Linked DNA regions of Zea mays: regions 2 and 3 are each linked to region 1. The links are chromatin contacts, called in public Hi-C maps. All regions are on one chromosome and are shown on one strand. Each heading gives the region's core, a stretch centred on a gene start, on an enhancer-like site or on the middle of the called end of the contact. The rest is flanking DNA. Distances are from core to core; before and after follow the strand shown.

The links. A called contact is a pair of places that touch in the nucleus more often than the background predicts.
Region 2: a contact with region 1 is called in a Hi-C map of tassel, with 6 times the contacts expected there. The contact joins the promoter of LOC100191298 here to the promoter of LOC103652983 in region 1. A contact is called at or near these places in 10 of 25 Hi-C or Micro-C datasets (bundle sheath, ear, endosperm and 5 more) and 1 of 3 datasets of contacts at active chromatin or transcription factors (leaf).
Region 3: a Hi-C map of leaf shows a contact between it and region 1, with 4 times the contacts expected there. The contact joins the promoter of LOC103652986 here to the promoter of LOC103652983 in region 1. A contact is called at or near these places in 4 of 25 Hi-C or Micro-C datasets (ear, endosperm, leaf and 1 more).

What each region holds. Positions count from the first base shown.
Region 1 is chr4:27,982,758-27,986,175 of Zm-B73-REFERENCE-NAM-5.0, forward strand. It overlaps LOC103652983 (protein NRT1/ PTR FAMILY 4.4-like), which reads left to right and starts at 1,637. Exons shown (of 5, transcript NM_001346883.1): 1 at 1,637-2,409; 2 at 2,621-2,838. The coding sequence starts at 1,704.
Region 2 is chr4:27,796,718-27,800,135 of Zm-B73-REFERENCE-NAM-5.0, forward strand. It overlaps LOC100191298, which reads right to left and starts at 1,627. Exons shown (of 8, transcript NM_001136732.2): 1 at 1,362-1,627; 2 at 1,193-1,231; 3 at 1,048-1,110. The coding sequence starts at 1,464.
Region 3 is chr4:28,160,776-28,164,193 of Zm-B73-REFERENCE-NAM-5.0, forward strand. LOC103652986 (calcium/calmodulin-dependent serine/threonine-protein kinase 1) reads left to right here and starts at 1,806. Exons shown (of 7, transcript XM_020552489.1): 1 at 1,806-1,815; 2 at 1,914-2,026; 3 at 2,566-2,673; 4 at 2,742-2,804; 5 at 2,882-3,010; 6 at 3,139-3,204. The coding sequence starts at 1,961. The coding sequence ends at 3,165.

The DNA of each region.
Region 1 (3,418 bases), core at 387-2,886:
CTCATTCTTTCTTGAGATCAAACTCACTTGTAATTGAGGCAAGAGACACCAATCGTGTGGTGGTCCTTGTGGGAACTTTATGTTCCAAGTGATTGAGAAGAAAAGCTCACTCGATCCGAGGGACCGTTTGAGAGAGGGAAAGGGTTGAAAGAGACCCGGTCTTTGTGACCACCTCAACGGGGAGTAGGTTTGCAAGAACCGAACCTCGGTAAAACAAATCCGCGTGTCACACTCTTTATTCGCTTGCGATTTGTTTTGCACCCTCTCTCTCGGACTCGATTATATTTCTAACGACTAACCCGGCTTGTAGTTGTGATTAACTTTGTAAATTTCAGTTTCGCCCTATTCACCCCCCTCTAGGCGACTTTCACTGGGCATGACTTGTTTTGTTGTGCTCGCCAGGCGGTCTGCGTACTCAGGCCTAGTCCCAATAGGTTAAGAGCGCGCCGCAGGCCGGGGGGGGGGGGTGCGTGGGTCATAAATGTTCCGCAGTTCGAGGGGTTCGTAGGTTATGAGTGCGTTGCAGCCCAAGAGGTTCGTAGGCCATGAGTGGGAGGCGGATGACGTCTCTGTCGTGGCTCGGTGTCAGACATAGTTAATGCGGAAGGTCACTTATGGCGGGTCGGTCTCAGACCGGGCGAAGGACCCACTCGAGTGTTTTTTCCCTTCGGTTCGCCCGACCCCCCTGTCCAGTTCCGCCACCCCTGACCCCGGGGCTCGGTGCCGCAGGGTTCGTTTGGGGACGGGCGCTTACAGGGTAGCCGTTTCATTTCTCCTCCAGTTAGCCGACGGGCCACAGTCGCTAGGGACTTTTTCCCCAGCACGCTCGCTGACCGATTGACCCTAGGAATTGGGGATCTTGTCCCCTGACAAGACTACACAGGTTTTCTAGAAACCACAATTTAGCTAACACACAGAAGAAGAAAAAAACAAAAAGCCCTCGCAGAACCTGGACAACCCCTCACGCAGACGAAAATGTACCGGTACACCTCTGGTTTTCGGCTAGGAGTGGTATTGAATCATGATCCGAATGTTTGTTCACAACAAGTTAAAGCTCTTGATTAGTTTTAGTTTAAAAAATGAATAAAAATATAGTCTGGTCCTTTATAATTTAGTGTATGCCTAACCCAAAAGGAAGCTCCATGGCACGCCTTGCCGCCCGTAGCTAGCCGGCCGGCAGGCCACAACAGGTGGAGAGGCGACGCCACAGGCCACACCGCCACACGGTTGAGAGGTCGACCATCACCGATCTGGCCGCCTTCTCACCTGTCGAGGTCCAGACTCCAGATCGAGGAGGCTGTAGGTTGGCGGGCGCTGACAGAGAGAGGGACGTCACGGGGAGAAAAAGAGGAGAGGCACGCAGCATGATTATTGACTGGTCCAAGGAAGGGGGCTCACTTCACTTATCGCTGCTTCTAAACCAGAACCAGATCCGTGCGATGCGACCAAAGATAGCCTTCTTCCTCTGTACGCACTCCGTGTATGCATGCATAGAAGAAACAAGTTACTACTAGTATGTACAGTGCTGCATTTCTTGGTTTAGCTGGGGGGGGCCTTGGGGGGCGGGGAATGCCCTTCTTCGCATTGACGAAGTAGTAGAAAGTCGCAAGGGCAGCCAGAGACAGAGAAGGCCACTCACTATTCATTCGAACCAGTTTGTCCGGACCAGGACCCGATGCTGTCAAAAAGTAAGCAGCCACAGTATGAAAGGGAAGCGTTTTTCCCTTTCCTTGGGGCGGGTCGGAGACCAGGCGCCAGGCGGAGCAGAGCGCGCGGGGCGCGGCGGGGCCGGAACACGCGCGCACTATGCCCAGCCCAACTGCTACCTGACCGGCACCGGCACCGGCACCGGCACGGGCTGTGCGACGCTGCCGCCTTTGCACGTGACGTGCGCTCTCTGCTCTGCTCCCTTGGCCGCCGGTGTGTACTGTACGAGTCCTACGTCCAAACAGATGAGAAGGAAGCGAAGCACTGCACTGCACACGCCGCCTTGGGCCTTGGCTCGGCTGGCTGCTCGCGGCTGCGCTGCATATTATAAAGCCCGCGCCAGCTCTTGCCGACCCGAGCGCAGAGCTTGCTGCTTGCCTTGCCTTGCCTTTGCCTGCCAATCCAATCCAGTCCTGCACCTGCTCGGGCGGCTAGTAGCTGGCCAAAGCTCCGGTGCCAGCTTCGACTCGAGTGCGGTTGCAGGCTGCCTGTCTAGTCAACTCGCTCGCCGGCTCGTCGCTCCTCCAGGGAGGGAGGGAGTGTGTGTGTGTCTAGCAGACAGAGATAGAATACGAGAGATAGAGAGAGAGGCCATGGACGATGCAGAGAGATCCCAGGCGCCGCCCGAGAGCTGCGTGGACTGGCGCGGGCGCCCCTGCCGGCCGCGCCACGGCGGCATGCGCGCCGCCGCCTTCGTCCTAGGTGCGTGCGTACGTTTCCGCTGCCTCTCCCTCCCTCCCTCCCTCCCTCCCTGGGGACGGATTATTACTGCTACTCTGCTCGTAGCACCAGTCACCAGACCCCCAACAAGTCGAAGGGCAAGACCCAGGCCGACGCCGCGCCGGCGCCCGGGCAATGCCGTGTATATACAGCAACAGATTAAGAAGGCGTCTGGTTGTTGTGCGCATTGCAGTGTTCCAGGCGTCGCAGACGATGGCGCTGGCGGCGGTGGGGAGCAACCTCATCACCTTCGTGTTCGGGGAGCTGCACTTCCCGCTGCCGCAGGCGGCCAACGTGGTGACCAACTTCGTCGGCACCGTCTTCATCCTCTCGCCCCTCGGCGGCTTCCTCTCCGACTCCTACGCCGGCTGCCTGCGCACGCTGCTGGCCTTCGCCGCCGTCGAGCTCGCGGTACGTATGCTATGTGTACGCAGGCAGGACACCCTCTCTCTCTACTCTCTAGCAGCAGCAGCAGCAGTAGCAGTACTACTCCCTATCCTATGTAGCATCACTCTCATGGACTGGACGACGAGTCGACGACATGGATGGACCAGCGAGCCCACAGCCAGAGCCAGCTGCTTTTCTTTTCCCCCCGCTCCTTTGTTTCTGACCCAGCTAGCTTTTCGTGTCCGCGGCAAGGGAGATGAACTGAAACATGCGAACATGGTAGGGTCGTGGACATGGATGCATGGGCCGGAAAAGCCGCCCATCACCACGACCAAGCATGACCAAAGCTTGGATTCTTTTCTTTTTTTCTTCTTTTTAAAACACGCACGCACACACACGCACACCAAGAAGTCGCTGCGGCAGCAACGAAGAGAACTCGCAGCCGCTCACATGCTAGCTAGCAGTAGCACACTGCTCTTTCAGTCACTGCTGGAGCTGGACTGCCAAACCCAAACTCGAGCATTTTTGGGAGTTTGGATCCACCAGCATTCAGCACCAACCAAGTCACCAGTCTTCCTCTTCTTCTTTTATATCAAATCAAATT
Region 2 (3,418 bases), core at 377-2,876, 190 kb before region 1:
GGTCGTCGCCCTCGCCTAGTCGGTCCCAGGGATCGACCAGGCGACTTGTAATCATTGCAGCAGACTACCCAAAAAGGTTGCCGGGATAACGAAAAGGTCAGTAAGTGTGCTGTTTGGTAACAACTTCTGTTCTCGTAGCAACTTTTGGGCAAATATTGCATCAAGCAGAAACTAAAACAAAGTCAAGTAATCATATAGGCCCCACCAAGAAGCCATGCCGATGAAGCAAAGCCTATTGGGGGCTTGGGGCTATCCACCAGCACGCCATGGGGCACAGGAGTGGTGACCTGTCCAACATCATCAACCATGCACTTCCGAACCGCAGAGCTGGGAAGGAGCAGTGCAGACAGAGATGGAATGGCTATGGGGCAGCACAAGAAATGGATGGGATGTAGGAGTTGGCTACAGTGCAAAAATGCATCCCCTCAGTGCGCTTACAGAATATGAACCTCTGCTTCAATCTGGAGAAGCATTTCCCCTAGAAATCCAAAATGAGCTTGATGTTTGGAAAGTGAAGTAGCCTAAAAAACTGCACACGAGTTGTGTCAAACAGGGCCATAGTGTTACATGCAGTGTCATAGCTTGGAGCCAAAGATGGTAGGGGGGTTGCGTGCAGCAGTGATTTTAAAATGAATTAATCACTTCCAATAGGGTATTTTACGAGCATAAATTAGTGGTGTAGCTCAATATACTGCTACGTTTTCTATGGAGTTGCTCAAATGACAGGGGACATGGCCACTGCTATCTCTAAGGAAGCCCATCCATGGTTACACGGTAATGACACTAGAAAATTGCTAAAGTTCACTGAATTAAGGTAACTACTCATGCACTTCGCTTTTGGTACAAGCATTCAGAATGAGGTGTCATCTCAATTATCTTTCACAGAAGAATCGTCGCTAGATAGCTCACTCTTGCTGAGTTTCCCTTGCCCTTTTCACATAATTGTCTCTACGTTTTGGGACGAAATTGCACTTCTGATCGCTCAACAGCCCATTATCACTCATCAATAGGAATGCAAAAGAGGGCGGCGAGATCCAAGTAACTCACCAAGATCCCATACTTGGAACTTGATGTTGTTGTACTGCACCGTCTCAACGTTGAATCCAATTGCTGCAACACACGCGGGGCACCACATCAAATCCAACAACTTCAACCAGCAACAGGAATGACGACTCGGTAAATCAGAACTCACTCGGGATCGTGGAGACGACCTCTCCCATTTGCAGTCTATCTGTGAAACGAACCGAAACAACCCGGAAGGATCAGAATCGGGAACCCCCGCGGAACAGAACCGCGGATCTGCGGGTGACCTGTGGAGATTCGAGGAGGGAGAGGGGACGGAACGGGCGGGTGCGACTTACAGAGTATGGTGGTCTTGCCAGCATTGTCCAGGCCGAGGACGAGGATGCGAGCCTCGCGGTTACCGAAGACCGACGAGAAGAGCCGCGTAAACACGATGCCCATGGCGACGCTCGCGGCCTGGCACCCGCGGCGGCGCTAGGGTTTCGGAGCGCTGGGCACGGGGCCGAGAGAGATCTGTGATTTTGAGGGAAGAATGGAGGTAGATCTGGGGAAGGGAAGTAGAGAAGTGAGCTGGCGCGCGCGAGTACCGAAAGACGAGAACGACGGCTCCGCGACCGGGGCGGGGGCTGGGGAGAAAACCGGAAGGGCGATGGTACTTTGTTTTTGTTTTTTGGTTTTTTACTCTTTTGTTTATCGTTTTTCCTGTATACAAGGTGTTTAGTTTTTATGATAATTTTATACGACACTCTTGTATAGTCAGTTAATATAGATAATTATTATTATGATAATTTATAATTATTTTTTGTGTTCTAACAACAAGTTATTGATTATGTTTGTGACATGTTGGGGCCTTCGATTTCCGAAGGTCCTCAAAAACATGATTTAACAATGTTTCTGTAGTATATTACATGAACAGGTACCTTCGGACTTGGATCCTTTGAACTTGGATCAAAACCATAGTGTGAAGAAGTACAAGGAATATGAAGGATGGCGCAGAGCCGAAGCTATACGCAGGAGAGCTTCGACATGATAGAAGAAAAGGAAACCGGCTTAAAGATGAAAAGGCTATTTAGACCTCGATAGATTGCTATAGAGTTATTAGCAAATGTAATGGACATGGGTGTAATTTTACATGGGCTGCGTCTCGTGCCTATAAATAGATGAACAGTGCTCTCGTACTGTTCACGCTGACTTGACATTTGCTTTTGCGTCACGCTTGTACTTTTACCTTCTTTAAAGTCGAAGGTACATTTATAATTTGATATCATTTCTATTTTACATAGTAATAAAATAGAAATGAGCTGATAATAATACATAAGCGTTTGTGTTATCTTTATATTTCATTTGATTCCTTCTTCATTATTATATGTCATGTTTATGAAGGTATGTCTTTCATAACATTCGTCCTAAAATCATTATATCCCAAGGGAAATAATGCTTCGAAGGACGAAGGACTTTAATGTTTAACATTTTCTGTGTTGCCTTGTTCTTAACTCATAGCATTTAAGAACAAGTCCCCAACATTGGCGCCCACCTCCGGTGAATCCTTTTCAACCACATTCGGCAAGCATTGACATTCGTCATGCCACCGAAGAAAGCTTCAGCGACAGGGGCTGCTGCTCTGCAACCACTGGACCCAAACCAGGAGACCCTTTCTCTTCGAGAGGCCCGAAGCCAGAAGAGGAAGGCCACCAGTCCAACGCCCCAGGAGGATGAGTTAGACCAAGAGATCAGGAATATGGAGATGCTTCATCAGCAAGTGCAAAAGAAGAAGGAAAAAATGGCTCGGCTAGCTGACCTACAAAGGCAGATTAACGAAACTACTGAAGAAGTACGTCATCTTGCTCAAGATGAGCAAAACCGAAGGCCCCAGCATAGAGAGCTGCACCAAGAGGGCTTCTACAACGAGAATGAATGGTATGAAGATTTCCATCATGGAAATTTTGCTTTTGATGATGCTTCTCCTCTGTCAGCAGAACTGCAGGCTACACCTTGGCCCCCGTCTTACAAGCCACCACAGCTCCCCATGTATGACAGACACTCAGATCCGAAGCAGTTTCTGATGAGCTACGAAGCAACCATATCTTCATATGGTGGCAATACTGCAGTCATGGCGAAATCTTTCGTCATGGCGGTCAAGAATGTTGCACAAACCCGGTACTCCTCTCTTCGGCCACGAACAATCACATCATGGCAGAAGCTGAAGGACATGCTGATCACCAGTTTCCAAGGGTTTTAGACGAAGCTGGTTACCGCTCAAGCTTTGTTCCAGTGCACGCAAGATCACGAAGAATACCTTCAGGCGTATGTCCGAAGGTTCTTGCAACTGAGGGCGCAAGCACCAACAGTGCCCAATGAAATCGTCATTGAGACCATGATTAAGGGGCTTCGGCCA
Region 3 (3,418 bases), core at 556-3,055, 180 kb after region 1:
AGGAATTTTTAATAGGGTTAGTAGATCAATATATTCTTACCAACTAAAGTCCTGTTTGGCAACTCGGCAATATCATCAAGGTTCAAGAGTATATGTTTTGGAAATGGCGGCATTTGAACTGGGACAGTGTATGGCTCTACGACAGTTTGTTGGGTGAAATACAACTCCATGGTACCATTTAGATGTCGAAAATTAAATGCACCCGGATTAAGACCAAACCATACGTTGTGCATCTTGTAGACATGCTTTTCATGGAGCAAACTGTCACTACAAGGAATGTGTCCTTTTATGACAAAATACTTAATGACAAGGTCAGTTATCGTCATATAATGTCACATAATATGATGGAATTTTTTGAGTCGTCATAAGTTCATGAGGCCATGAAGATTTTATGACGATAGTGTTTTTGTTGTCACATAAGGGTACGAAGATTCGTCATATATTGTCAGGCGCCAGAAGCCGGTAGACGGTTTTACTTTTATGACAGTTAGATGTGCCTTTATGTGATGATTTGGCGGCGTCACTTTATGTTTTTTTCCAAAAAAGGACCGTACCCCTTTCTGTTGACCGCATTCACTTTCCCATCTCCCGCCCAAGATGACCAAAATTCCCCTCCTACCTTATCCTCTCGGTTGCTCACCACTGCAGACAAGTCCAGTGCTCTCCCTCCCCTCAACCTAGCGCCGCCACTCGCGCCCACCACGCCGCCGCACCGCCGCTGGTGAACGGATCTGTCCATCCCATACACCAGCCATGTCCTAACACACTGACACACACCTGGTGGAGGAGGAGGCGCCACCTCCGTCCGCCGGCGGCGCAGGGGAGGAGCCGGCCATCCTCAGGGCGGCGCGGGGCTCCAGCAAGCTGCGCATCGAGGGGTGTTGGGGCGAAGGCAAAGACGCCACCCTTCGCTCGAGGCCTTCGCTGAAGTCGCTGGTCTGACAGAGACAAAACGGGCGGGGACACCCTTCGCTCCATTCGGCACCAGACGAAGGCCTACGGCGGAACCAACCCGCTGCGCGGCCTCGTTCGGCTCTGAGGCCCACGTGTGATCTGGCCCATTGTAAACGGGCCCTGCGTGGCCGCCTTTGTGTTACGGGCCTGATCTGTAAAGGCATGCTTGTAATTACAGCCTGTAACCCTGCTTTATGGGAATATTCTGGGGATAAACTAGGTGTCTGAGGGCACATGTGTCCTTAACACAAGGCGCTGGGCACTTAGATACCTATAAATACCCCCGCACAGTGCCCGTGAGAGGCTAGATTAACAGAGCTATTGCCCCCGAGCACGTAACCCTGTTATCGCCACCGTTCACCCCTGTTGGCCTCCTTGCTGCTGAGATCAAGTTCCAACAAGGGGTCACTGAGCTTCAAGCGGGCGCAGGCCGCACTGCAGGTGGAGACCGAGATCTCCATTCGGACCGCCGCCATGCCCGCGCCGGGACCGGGACCCCTGCCTAGGGGAACCCCCGAGAGGAACACACAACAACGTCTCACCAGTCAGCCACCACCGCGCTCCATTTCCTTTCTCTCTCTCGGCTCCTCCGCTCTCTTGCCCGAGTTGCTAGCTTCCCTGCCCGCCTCCTCCCGTCCCCATGGACAGACAGCCCCCCACCTCCGCTTCCATAGCATCCGAGCTAAGGTCAACTCCTCCGTCGGTGGAGCGAGAGCGGGGAAGAGATGGGAGGGTCCCGGATCCGAGCTGAGCTGTGCTCCCCGCGCGACCGACACCCAGGTCTCGTCGTCCCATGCAAATCTGCTCCTCCTCCTGAGGTAAATCTTCGATAGTTTGGTGGTTTAGCTGCACAAGCCCTCTATATGTAACATTCTTGTCTTGAACTCGGTGTACCCTGTTATTCTGTTTGCAGATAAGGTGACCCTGACCCCTTCTTTCTTATACATTGGAAATTATAGGCCATCCATGGATCCGTGGCACACAGGAAGTTAAGATTAATCTAGACATGATAATCTACAGGCTTATGAGGGCTTACATAAGTTCATCTTCTCTACGGAAATCTGCATTGAGGGTAATACTTTTGTAGGTTGCTTGTACTATTTTGCAAGAATCATCATCTTTCGTTTCTGTTGGATCTTGGATGATCAATAACTGAAGCCTCCATTTTTAAGTGTATTTTATTGATAATGTTTTATCTGCATCACCTAGCAAATGGTTGCTTTGTTTTTGGATTTATGTGATCCTCTTATGCTTTTTCCTCTTATAAATATATGTAGTATGTACTGCTCTGTAAATAAAAACACTGAATGATTGTGGTCTGTCCGTCTGTGCACAATCCATGCTTTCTATTCAGCTTAATGCAAATCTGGTATACCCTATGCATATCTGTTATAACAAGTGTTATTCAGTATGTTCCTTGCTTGCCTTTCACCTTAAAAATTAGAATAAATGATTGTCCTATGGTTGTTCTATTTTTCCATTCTACTGATCCTTATTTCCTGGGACTGCATTTTTGTTGGGATGACATTGTTTCTTGCTATTATTGTGAACAAAGGACACTTCAAGAAACTGTTATACAGGACCTGCTAATTAGCTATTTAAGTTTTTCAGGCTCTTGCAAAGGCACTGACGACAGATCAACTCTTCTACCTAAGAGAGCAGTTTACATTATTCGGTCCAAACAAGAGTGGCCATATATCATTGCAAAATATGAAGACGGTTAGTAACTTTATTCAGTTAAAATTAAATTGTAACTTGCAGTTGCTGATTTTTTATGGAACTTCTAGGCCTTGATGAAAAATTCCTCGGGTGCAATGAATGATTCTAGGATTCTTGACTTTGTTAACTCAGTAAGCCTTCTTTGTCCTCTTATGTTCTTTTCATATTTTGGTGCATGACAATGTACTAATTCTACCCATTGTGCTAGATATGCAATATCCAATATGGCATGATTGATTTTGAAGAGTTCTCTGCTGCGGCCATTAGTGTATATCAAATGGAAGGCCTGGAGACCTGGGAAGAACATGCTCAACAAGCATATGAATTGTTTGACAAGGTAGCACAGTTTTTTTCTTTATTTTTCTTTTTGTGCTAGTGCCAGTATTGTGGAACGAATTTATAAGGTTTGTGGGTTGGGCTGCTAACATTTATGTTCGAATTTGGACGCCTCTCTCTCTCTCTCAGGTTGGAAAGGGGTTGCTGAAGGACTAGAATGCTCAGAAGCTTGCGTTGCAGCACTGGCTGGAAGCGGTGAGAGAAACACGATCTAAATAAACAGTTTTGTAGTTTACACATCCTTTTTGCGAATCTATAAACAGTTAGTTTCATAGTACTAGATTTTCAAACCGAAAGCAAGCAACCTTTCTTCTACTGGTGAGTGTTGGCTGCTACCATACCATCTCGGCTACGACGGTCGTTTGAAGCTGACGGTCTTGGTTTTGGTGTTGATTGAGTAGCTAATTCT